Regions from separate parts of the Bos taurus genome. Here region 1 is linked to region 2. Evidence: chromatin contacts called from public Hi-C data. All regions are on one chromosome and are shown on one strand. The core of a region is the stretch at or near the end of the contact, and the rest is flanking DNA. Distances in the headings are between cores, read along the strand shown.

What was found. Hi-C and Micro-C count contacts between places; a contact is called where the count stands out from the background.
Region 1: a Hi-C map of liver shows a contact between it and region 2, with 2.5 times the contacts expected there. The contact joins the enhancer-like site here to the promoter of MISP3 in region 2. A contact is called at or near these places in 2 of 11 Hi-C or Micro-C datasets (liver and skeletal muscle).

The regions. Positions count from the first base shown.
Region 1 is chr7:11,804,155-11,809,676 of ARS-UCD2.0, forward strand. BRME1 (break repair meiotic recombinase recruitment factor 1) reads left to right here. Exons shown (of 9, transcript XM_005208638.5): 8 at 150-242; 9 at 591-1,258. The coding sequence ends at 744. It overlaps NANOS3 (nanos C2HC-type zinc finger 3), which reads right to left. Exons shown (of 2, transcript XM_059888542.1): 2 at 3,157-3,492. The coding sequence ends at 3,402. Among named protein-coding and RNA genes, the nearest start is that of MIR181D, 4.5 kb to the right of the region's middle. Within about 2 kb of position 1,762, at least 23 of the 102 cell types and tissues checked have an H3K27ac peak or open chromatin away from gene starts, as enhancers often do. A contact at or near this core is called in liver, where this site is marked.
Region 2 is chr7:11,623,684-11,629,467 of ARS-UCD2.0, forward strand. It overlaps MISP3 (MISP family member 3), which reads right to left and starts at 3,478. Exons shown (of 4, transcript XM_015471954.3): 1 at 3,358-3,478; 2 at 1,035-1,866; 3 at 424-497; 4 at 1-183. The coding sequence starts at 1,602. The coding sequence ends at 172.

The sequences.
Region 1 (5,522 bases), core at 512-3,011, 180 kb after region 2:
GCCATCAGGACCCTGCCTGGTGGGAGGGGGCGTCATGGCTGTCAAAGGTGTTCATCTCTGGAGAGATGGCTCAAGGCTCAGCAGAGCGCCCCCAGTGGAGGCTGGTGGGGCTCTCCAGTGAGCTCTCCTCCTGCCTCCCTTCCCGCCAGGACACGAGTGGGGATCAAGACTTACGAGGCCGCCAGCATAGAGGACGCGACGGACACCGTGAGGGGCCTGGTCATGGAGCTCTCCAACCTGAAGTAAGGGCTGGGCTGGCACCGTGGACCCACAGTCCCTGGGACAGGCAGAGGGAATGGAGCCGGGGGTGGGTGATGGAGGCCCCAGTGTACCAGTGATCTGGGGGAGCCAGGCTGGGCCCAGCCCCCCCCCGTGAGGGGCCTCTGGGAAGCTTCTCCTTCACAGAGTTGTCAGGCTCTAAGGAGGGGCTAGAAGGGTCACAGCCTGCCTGCAGCAGGCTGATGCGGACTGTGCACACGCCTGTGCTTATGCGGGTGTGACCCGAGTACCCATGAGCGAGTGAGCCGATGTGAGCAGCCCAGTGTGCCCGAGTGTGAGGTGGGGCACAGCCCAGGCCTGTTTCCACCCAGCCGGCTGATTATGAGCACCCACCGGGACCTGGAGACCTTCAAGCGCCTCAACTACTACCGGAAAGCAAAGCCGGCCGGGAAGGCCCCCACACCCTACACCGCAAAGGGGGCAGGAACCCTCCCCCGAGGGGAGCAGTCCTGGAGGGATCTGTAGCTGGTTCCAAACTGCCTGGGGTTGTGGTGTGTGTTCCTGCAAGCTCACTGGCTCCCAGAAATGTCCTGCCCAACAGTGGGGAACAATCCCTCTGCAGACCCTGTGTGCTCGCTCCCCCCACCCTGCTATCTTGACCTTCTCACGTGCCGGTCCTGGGGGCCCCAGAAACCGTCCCTCAACTGACGGGGAAGTCAGCTTCCCACGGGAAACACGAGAGGCCCTGCCTCTGTCATCGGCCTCCCCTGGGAGCTGCGTGGGGCGGGGAACCTGCTCCTCCCTGTGGCAGGCCTTCTGGGGCCCCAGGAAGCCAGCTGCTTCTGAGCCAGGGGCGCGGGGCCACCCAGATGGTTATCTGAGTTTGCAAATTTCAGCTCCTTAGCTGAGGTTACTGAAGGTTCAGAATTTGTTTCTTTCCTGGAGGAGAAAAGGGCTTGCTTTGTTGGTCATACCCTTGTTTTTCACTGGATTTCCATTTCTTCTGGGAAGCCCATTAATAAATGATGCCTTAGCCAGACCTCAGACCGTGTGACCGACCTGTTTGCGGTTGGAGGTGTTTTCAGTTCCTTGATGGCCTGCCCACAAACCTCCCTAATACCACCTTGTTCTCCTTCTGTTTCTCATGCTCTTTGTGAAGACAAGTTGGTGTACTGCCGGGGGCCCCCACTCCCAGATGGAGTCTAGGGGTCCCCATGCTTTAGCAAGTGTCAGACTCTCCTGGAGCAGGTGGGTATGTGCAGAGATGTGCATGTGTACAAATTCCAGCACACAAGTATCTGTGGACCAATCAGCCCACTGAGACATCTTGACTGTCCAAGCTGGAGTTCAGTGCTGAGTTGGCCTTGCCTCTCCTCTGTGGGACAAGCTGCTGAGAAGCCCTGGTCTAGGAGGCAACCCTGGGTGGGAATTATAACTGATGCAGACACAGCTAATGCCTGGAGGGTGCCGAGGGCAAGCGTGCGCACACCCTGCCCCACCAAGCCTCACCACAGCCCCAGTGAGGTCACATGGTCACTAGCAGTCCCAAGTGCTGCTGTCAAACCCGTTTTGCAGAAGACATTGCTTCTGTTAAATAGGTCACCACTAGGTGGACCAGACCCAAGACTAATTTGTTGCTCTGCCTGTCGCCCCTGCACCCTAACTCCTAGGGCCAAGGCAGGGAGGGCCCTCCTGCCACCACCTTCTTATACCTGGGACATCCCATTCAGGTGGCTCAGAGTCCCCCAGCCTTTTTACCCTGCAGAATGTACAGCCCCTTCCTTGAACCCACCAGAATGTGCCCAGTCACCCTGTTCCCTGGGTCTCAAGCCCCAGTGGCTCTGGCTTATATAATTAGCATTTGTACGTAGCTGAGAGTGGCTGGGGTACTGTGTCCCCTGACTCCATGTGAAACCCTTGGCACTGCTGAGGAGGCCTCCCTCATGTCTTCTTTCTCCTCCTTCCCTTTTCTCTCCAAGCCTGGGCAGTAGGCTGTCTTCAAGGGCCGTTTCTGATCCCTGGCTCACCGCAGCCCTCCTCAGGTGGCCTCAGGTCCCAGATCAAATGGCAAAGCCAAGGGCAAATTCTGGGAAGCCCAAATTCTGCCCTGACTCAACCCCAGGAGACCTTGTAGGCTGGGGGTGGAGACCAGGCTCAGGCCAGCCCTCGGACTGGAGAAGGAATGTGGACTGGCACTTCTTACCTGCTGCCCCCTCAAGGCTGGTGGAACAAGATCTGGGGGTGGAGACATGGGGTGGGGATCCCCCCAAGCCAAGCCCCCCAGGAGAACCAGATCACACTACCAGGGTGGGGATGGACCTCTGTCCCCTCCCACTCCTGAAGAAGTACAGCCTCCACAGTGCCCCTTGCCCAAGCTGTTGTCTGGCACAACTGACCAGGACATATTCCCATTCCTTATGGCCCCCAACCCTCACCCTGCCCCAACCCAGAAGTCCTTCCCTTGTTCTGAAGGGCCTGGCATGTGACTCTGGCCCCCAGTTTCTGGGGCATCGATGGTAACCTAAACATTCACTGAGGGCTTCTGAGGTGAGGACAACGATGGGGGAACCTCTAATTGTTTCTCCATTGCCCCCTCAAATCAGGCCCCCGCCTCCAGTGTGCTGGATCTACCCATCTGACATGTCAATATGCAAGAGGTGGCCAGAAAAGTCTGCAAACACAAAAGTCACAGAAACAAGATTCATGGCACTAACTCCACTGCAAATGTCTGCTCAGAAGTGCCGGGCTGGGGCGACCCCCCAGCTGCCATTTCTCAGCCCAAAGCACCTCACCCCAGCGCCCCAGGGCGAAAAGAAATCCAAATAGCAGTTGAGGAAACCGGAGATCAGAGTAACATATGGAGGCTGAGGGACGCGACAGCCCCAGCGGCGCAGTTCACGATACCTTGTCCCAAGACCGGGCTTCGTATGACGCTGATCCATTCATAAACATTTATTGAGCGCTGACTGGTTGCTCAGCGTTGGGGAAGAAGGGCAGGGGTGCCTGAGGACCACCCCCTTCAGTGACAGGGGCGGGCGCGCTTTGGGCGGTGGTCCCAGACCGGGCTCCTTTGCCAAGCCCCCAGGCTGGAGGCACCGTCTAGGGGGCGGATCCTCGGAGGGTGGGTCTTCCCTGAAACCCAGCCTCCACTGAGCCTGGGTCCCCATCCCCAGGTGAAGGCGTCATCCTGCCCACGCCAGTCTCCTTAGGCAGAAGTTGAGGGGCAGCAGGAAGAGGGAGGAGTTCCAGAAGACTTCCTGGCACCTTTGGAACCTAGATTTTAAAAGCAGAGTTGGGGGGAGGGGAAAAGCATTTAGTAATAAGGATGATTCGATGATCCGGAAGTTCCGACTCAACCTGCAGAGCTGCCGGGGCTCTGGCTCCACCTGCAGGCTCCTTCCGGACTAGCACCCCTGTGCTATTCGCAGCCCCGGGCAGTCCCAGGTGGGACCCAGAGCCAGACACAAAGCAACGGAAACTCCCAACTCTGTCCTGCCGTACTGCCCCCTCGCGGCCGCAGGGCTCCGGGAACCCCGGATTTGTTACACTCAGAAAGTTTCCTGGGAGGACAGCCTCAGGCAGCCTTTCCGTGCCAATATCGTAGTGAGGGCTCCCCGACCCCACCCCACCCCTGAGTCAAGTTTTCCTGTTCCCTAGGGGAAAAAAGAAGATTCTGAGACCATCGTCTCTGTGTCGCTTCCGCTTCCTCCCTCTCCCAGTTGGACCTTGTCAGACCTCACAGGAATACTATCCTCTCCCGCAGGCAGTCTCACAACCCTTCTAACGTGTTCTCCGCACAGCCGCCGGGATGGGAAGGGGTCCTCCCTTCTGGTGACTTCCCGAGGGGCCCCCAGTCTGAGAGAGGCAGTAATGGGGTACCGCCCCGTCAAACCGGTCCCTCTGTTGGCTGACTTCCCCAAAGTTGCTAAAACGGATTTCTCTTATAAACCTGCAGAAGCGGAGGTGTTTCGAGTCTGTAATAGTAACTGCTGATACGTAAGCCTAGCTACTCGAAGCCTGCCGGCTACGGAGGTCAAGGGGATCTAGTTAGAAGTACAGATGCTCTGGCCTCACTCAGGCCTGCAAAACTGGACTCCGAATTTGATGAGCAAGATGGAGGGAACCCTCTGTGGCTGTGCAGACCTTAGGGAGCCTCCAGCCACCCTCCCGGGGGGTGACCCACACACAGCAAACTCATGGTTCTTTCCCTCCAAACTGATGCCAACTCCAACACCTGCCTGGAGGACCAACTTCTTCCAACCCCCTCAAATCCACCCCCACAGCCCAACCCATTAGCCACAGTCTAACACACGCACAGTCTAACACACCCTTAATACACAGACCTACTCGTGTCCCCTTCTCAGCTCCCTAGTACTCAAGTCCAAACTCTTCAAGGCGATCAGCAAGCAGCCCTTCCCCGAAATTTCTGACACCTTCCCCTCCATCCTTCATGCACGCATACTCCCATCCCAGACGCACGGAATTTAACCAAGTTCCCTAGTGAGCCCCAGTGCCCAGACCCCCTTCAGCATTTCACCAAACTGAATGAGGTTTCCAGGAGTCACTTCCTCCAGGAAGCCCTCCTGGACCTCTTTGTCTAGCTTGAGTGCTCCCTTTAGACTCCCCCGTTTCTGTTATAACTGTCACTGTCCCATCTACCACTGAAGGCCAAGCCCAGCCCAGTGCTTGGCACAGGACAAGCCTCACAAACCACCTGGCGAATGAGTGGACAAGTGAGGCTGTTTCCCTCTGGTCACGTGGCACCTGCATTCCGCACAAGATTGCAGCCCCTGCTGTACCTGTTGCCAGACCCCATCACTAGTCCCCACGGCCTCCCTGCTAGCTCACCCTGCGCCTGAAAACAATATACCCTCTATGGGCCCAGAGAAGGAGAGTGTCTTGCCCAAGGTCACACAGGGAACCCCAGCCCCAGCTTACCCACTAGGGCAACAGTTCTAGAACATGGTTCTAAGCCTTCTATTGTGTATGGATTCTCTCCCCCACCCAACCCTCTGAAGTGGGTCAGCCCAGGGGTTAACCCACTTCTCAGAGGCTCTAAGTCAGCCCAGGGCAGACCCCCCTCTGCAGCGAGTCCCCCCAGCCACCTGCACAGGCACCTCCTCCTCGGCGCGGTCCGTGTCCAGGGTCCTGCGTCCTCGCCTTGTCCGAGCGGACCAGCTTCTTGCCGGCCGAGTTCCGGGTGGTGTAGCTGTAGACGGAGGTGTAGCCCTGGCCGGTGAGCGGGCAGAAGCGGCGGGTGTGGGCGCGCTCGCGGGTGGCCCCGCACTGGGGGCACACGTAGT
Region 2 (5,784 bases), core at 2,228-4,727:
TCAGTTTCACAAAGTCATGTTCAAGGATGCTGATCGATTGCGTCTTCCCCGGCACAGACCTGTGGCCCTTCTCCAGGCCTTCCGCGGATCCGGAGGGCACTCCTGGGCGCCCGGGCCTGAGGGTCTGCCGGGCATGTTACTTTCCTCTGGGGACCCCAAAGGGCCGGAACCTCAAGGCTCCTCCTGCCAGGGGGAAGGGCCAGACCAAAGGCAAATCTTAGCGGCGCACGCACCGCAAATGGGGACACCCAGGCGCCGGATGGGGCAGTATGGGCCCCACGACCACCGCCTCCTTCTCACCCGCGGGCCACTCCCGGGACTTTGGGTCCTAGCCCGATGACTTCCCCGGGAGCCCTTTCGCTAGCCCAGTTTTCTCCCATGCAGAGGGCTGGGGTAAGGGCAGGAGGGGAAAGGGGTTCCCACCTGTTCCAGACCATTCTCCGAAGCCTTTCTGCGAGGAGGCCAGATCACCGCCAGCTTTCCGTCGCCCCTGCTCACTGCGGAAGAAGGGGCGCTCAGCTGGGATTGCCCCCCCACCTCCACGCCTTAGCAGCAGGAGGCAGTCAGGACGAAGGAGAGCGGCCGCGCCCCTTAAACACACACAGGCGTTCACTCCCCTCCTCCCCACGGAGGCCTCCGTCCCGAGGGAGGAGGGAGGAACCCCAGGGATGGGGAAGGCGAACAAACTCAGAGTGAGGAGGGAGGAATCAGAAAATTCAGAGGGGGAGATCCAGGTGTGCCAGAACGCAGGGAGGGTCCCTGGGAACCCGACAAAGACATCTAAGATCCTGCTCCCTTCCCCCACCACAAGCCTAGGTGGGGTGTGTCTGGGACTCCGACGAAGGTGGGGGTGGAGCATAGGGGAAGGTCAGTCCAGAAAGGGTGGGCAGAGAGAGGAGAGTCGAGAGGGGTGTCCGGGGAGTTTGGGAGCCAGGAAGGGGGACCCTGAGGATTAGAGGACCATTGGAGTTGGGGAGTCGGTGAAAGTGGCTGGAGCCCTGGGAATCCCCAGCGCTGGGACGCCGGTGGCTTACCCGTTAGGCTGGGCGCGGGCTCCTTGAACTCGGCGGTGCCGTAGAGGCTCAGCCGCTGGCGCTGCAGCTCCCGCTCGCGCTCATTCACCTCGCGCACCTCCTGCTCCAGCAGCGACTGTGCGATGGGCGGCGGGGCGCGAGGCAGCACCGGACACCGGCCCTGTACGACTGAATGCGGCCGGCCTCCGGGCTCGGGCAGCCGCTGCGCGTCTGCGCTGCCCTCCGCCGCGGGTGAGGAGGAGCACCCGCCAGCAGCCTCGAAGAAGCGCTTGAGCTCGCCCAGCGGCTGCGGCGGCGGCCGGGTTCTCTGCTTCGGGACCTCGGGGCGCGCCAGCGCCGCCTGCCGATAGGCCTCCCGCTCGATGTCTCGCTGCATCTGAGCGCCCGCCCGAGCGCGCTCCAAAGCGCGCGGGAGCGCGGGGCTAGGGCCCGGCAGGCTGAGCACCGGCCGCACGCGCAGTTCGACGAGTTCACTGCCCGCGCGACCTGGGCTCAGGCCCCGGCTCCGGCGCAAGCTTTCCTCGCGTTCGCAGCTGCGGCGAATTTCGCGCTCGATGGGCGTCTCCATGAGTGGCTCCTCTAAGGGATGTTGTGGGGTCTCCGAACGCAACTGGAGGGCTTCCGAGTTCGACTCAAAGAAGGTTTCCGGACCTTGAGAGAGACACTGCTCCAGGAGCCCCGTGCCTGGCGCTTCAGACGGTTCAGGGTCGTCGCTTCCTTGCCCAGGACTCTCAAAGCCCCCAGCTACGGTCCGGCCCAGGACGTTCTGCAACCTGCCTCGCTGATGGTCCGAGGACTTCCTTCTCTTGCTCGGGGGTCTCCGCTCCCTGGTCTGGGGAGGGCACGGGGACGTCGGTATTCAGCTCTGCGGCGGGCTTGGGAATTTCGCTATCTAAGCCGGGGGGTTCAGGCCCACGCGCTTCGGACGACCCCAGGGCTCCGTTCTGCCGCCCAGGGCCTAGGTGTCCAGGGTTGGGAGCAGCTCGGGAGCCTTAGCTCCCAGCGCTGGAGTTTTGATGCCCAGAGCTGGGACACCCTGCCCTGCGCAGCACCTGTGGTTGCAATTGCCGTCCGCGGGTTCCAAGGCGTCGCCCGCACGGGCCACTTCTCTGACCCGCCCCTGGCCTCCAAGAACTGCCCTCGGGGGCAGGGCCGGGCCCCGCCCCCTGCACCTGCCGGCCGGACTCGGGGCCCCGCCCTAGCCCCGCCCCCGAGAGGGGGGCGCCTCAGCTGGGCACTGGGTTTGGTCCACTGACGCGCCTGTCAGCTCGGGGCATTGGATGTTTTAGAAGAGAGCTTCCCTAGACCTAGCCTGCTACCTGGGGGCGCCAGTCTAGATGCAGTGTTCACTCAGTGGGCGCCACCTTGGTACCTTTTCGGGCTCACGTCCCCGGCATTACCAGGGGGCTTGGTTCCCACCCAGCTGCACGCCTGGCTGAACCTCTGAACCACTGTCTTCTGGTGGGGTGTCCTCCGAAACCATCTTTCCGGGGCCTGGCCTGGCCCGCCAATCCTGTGTCAGCCGGCTGGCAGCCACACCAAAGGGCTCCGGCTGTCCTTTGAAGTTCCACCCCTGCAGCGCACAGTTCGGGCTGGAGGGGGCGCCAGGAACCGCCTCTCCGCCCGCCCCAGTCTGTCTCCCAATGCCTCGGCTCACACTTCCGAGCCGAGCGCCAGGCCCATAAGGGCGCTTCCCCTCACCCCACCCGGAAAAGTTCGCGAGCCGGCCGCTGCCAAGCGCACTCCCAGACCGAGGGACGAGGCAGGCAGGCACACACAGCGCGCCCAGGACCCAGAAGTGCGGCTGAGGTTGGAAAGGCGGTCACCTTGGGACCAGGCGACTGGGAGACCCAGAGAAGTATCCAGGCTTGTGGGGGAAGTAGCTCCCTCCAGCTGGGGCCAGATTGTGGTGTTCTTGGCCAGGATTGATGCCAGGAACAGGCGACCTACTCCCAGGGACATCATTTTCCACTCTCTTCCACTGGCTTTCGCCAAAACCTGCCTCCACCCCTCCCCCTCCATTTTGGGATGACCAGTGAAAAAGATAGTTACCTGAAGAAAGGAGGGGGCGGCTACACAGTCTCAGGAGTGCCGATAATCCCCCAACTCTCTGCCTACTCTGGTGACTCCCTTTTCCATCCACCCTCTCACTCCCCTCTCTCCTGGATCCCAATCTCAAGCAGCTACCCTCCTCCCTCTGACTCTATTGGCCCAATTAGAATTGGGCCCACCTGGGTTCCATCCCACTGAGAACCTGAGCTAAGTGTCAGCCTTCTCCAAGACTCAGTTTCTTTATCTGTAAAATGGGGATGGCAGTACTTACCCCTTTGGGAGGTGATGATGATGAAAACTCTACCTCTGGAATGAGTTGTCTCTACAGTGGACTCTCCACTCATCACCTCCTGTTCCTCTTCTTCCCTGATGGCTCAGTGGTAAAGAATCCGCCTGCAATGCAGGAGACACGGGTTCAACCCTTGGGTCAGGAAGATCTCCTGGAGGAGCAAATAGCAACCCACCCCAGTATTCTTGCCTGAAAAATACCCATGGACAGAGGAGCCTGGCGGGATAGCGTCCAAAGAGTCACAGAGTCAAAAACGACTTCACATGAGTATGTGCATCTCTCTCCTAGCCAAGCATACTGTGCTCTTGGTTCCACCACACCACTGACCCTTCTCTGTCCAAGGACCTCCTTGACCTCCATTTACCAGACCTGGTCACTGGCTTTTCCCTGAGTTCCTTACCACTAGCTCCTTAGTCTTGGAGAATGGTACCCACTTATGGTTTATCCTCTAACCTCCCAGGTGCCTCTTTTCAGACTTCTGGTTCACCTGCATCAGTGGGGTTCTTTCCCCTCTGGCTTCCATTGGGTTTGGCTGATGGGAGAGAGGAGAATGAGAGATCAGGATGTTTAACCCATATGTTCTTCCTCCAAGCTTTGTTGGCTGTGTCCCTCCACTGCCGGCAGCAGCTCCAAACAGCTCTCTCTCCAGGGCTATGGGGTGGTAAGAGCTCCCAGCTGATGCTAACCCAGCAAGTGCACTATGCCTTGTTTATTTCCTTCTATTGAGTTCTGATCAATTACTCAGTTTAAGTATACAATCTCTTTCCTGCCAACACTCAGACCTTGACAAACTCCAATTTCACACTTTAAACACCATCTCTATGCAGATGTCTCCCAAATTTATATCTCTAGCTCTAATTTCTCCTCTGAGTTTTAACTCATATCCAACTGTCCCCAGTCTAATATATAGGTCAAACTGAACACTTTCAAAACTGAATTCTTGGTCTCCCCACCAACTCTACTTCTCTTTACTACATACAGCAACTCACACATTCTGTTTTTTATGTCCCAAAATGTAGAACTCAGCCTCAATTTCTTTTTTTTCCCTACCCAACCCCAGTTCATTCATATATTGGATTGCTGTTTGCTCTGCCTCCAACACATATTCTGAAGTCATCCACTTCTCTCCACCCTGTTCCCAGCCATTCATTGCCCTCCGATATCTCTCCACCAAACTTAGGAGAAAAATCCAAATTTCCTACCCTGGCTCAAAACCCCTTCCCACTTCTCAGATCTCATCTCCTGACACCCTCTCCCTTGATCCCTCCTCCATTTGAACCTTTATGCTTTCCTCAAACTCTGCGATTGCATTCCCACCCCAGGGCCTTTGTACTGGCCTTTCTGTCTGCTTGGAATGACTCAGCATATGGCTGGGTTCTGCTATTCAGATGTCACTTGATTCAGATGTCACTGCTTCAGAGAAGTGGTCTCTGATCACCCAGCCTACCTCAAACACAGCTCTTCTCTGTAACTCTATCCCTGCCTTTTTTATTTTTTGTAATTCACCCAGTACTACAGTTGGGCTTCCCTTGTGGCTCAGACGGTAGAGAATCTGCCTACAATGCAGGAGAACCAGGTTTGATCCATGAGTTGGGAAGATCCTCGGGAAAAGGGAATGGCTACCTACTCCAGTATTCTTGCCTGGAGAATGCCATGGACAAAGGAGCCTGGTGTGCTACAGTCCATGGGATCACAAAGAGTTGGACACGACTGAGCGACTAACACTTTCACAATACTCTAGTTATCATCATTTACCTTTGTTTCTTTATTTGTATATTATCTATCTCTGCCTGCCCCCGACCTCAGCTGGAGAGTGAGTTGTATTAACAGCATTTTCTGTCTGTCGTGTTCACCCAGCTCTCTCACGCCTAGAACAGTGCCTAACACATAACACTTACCAAAGAATGTTCCCAAAATTGGGAACAAAGAAATAGACTTGGAAGTTGCCATTGAGTTTAGGAGACAGACACAATTATAAACAGAACAATCTTGCCTCAAGGTGGAACCCAGGACAAGAGTATAAAGAGAAGCCTATATAAGTGTTGATCTAAATAGCTAACCGGAGAAGGCAATGGCACCCCACTCCAGTACTCTTGCCTGGAAAATCCCATGGACGGAGGAGCCTGGTAGGCTGAAGTCCATGGGGTCACTGAGGGTCAGACACGACTGAGCGACTTCACTTTCACTTTTCACTTTCATGCATTGGAGAAGGCAATGGCAACCCACTCCAGTGTTCTTACCTGGAGAATCCCAGGGACGGGGGAGCCTGGTGGGCTCCTGTCTATGGGGTCGCACAGAGTCGGACACGACTGAAGCGACTTAGTAGTAGTAGTAATAAATAGCTAACAGTTATAAAATCAAGCTACAAGCAATGAAGTAAAATACAAACTCTCCTCCAAAAGGTGCTGC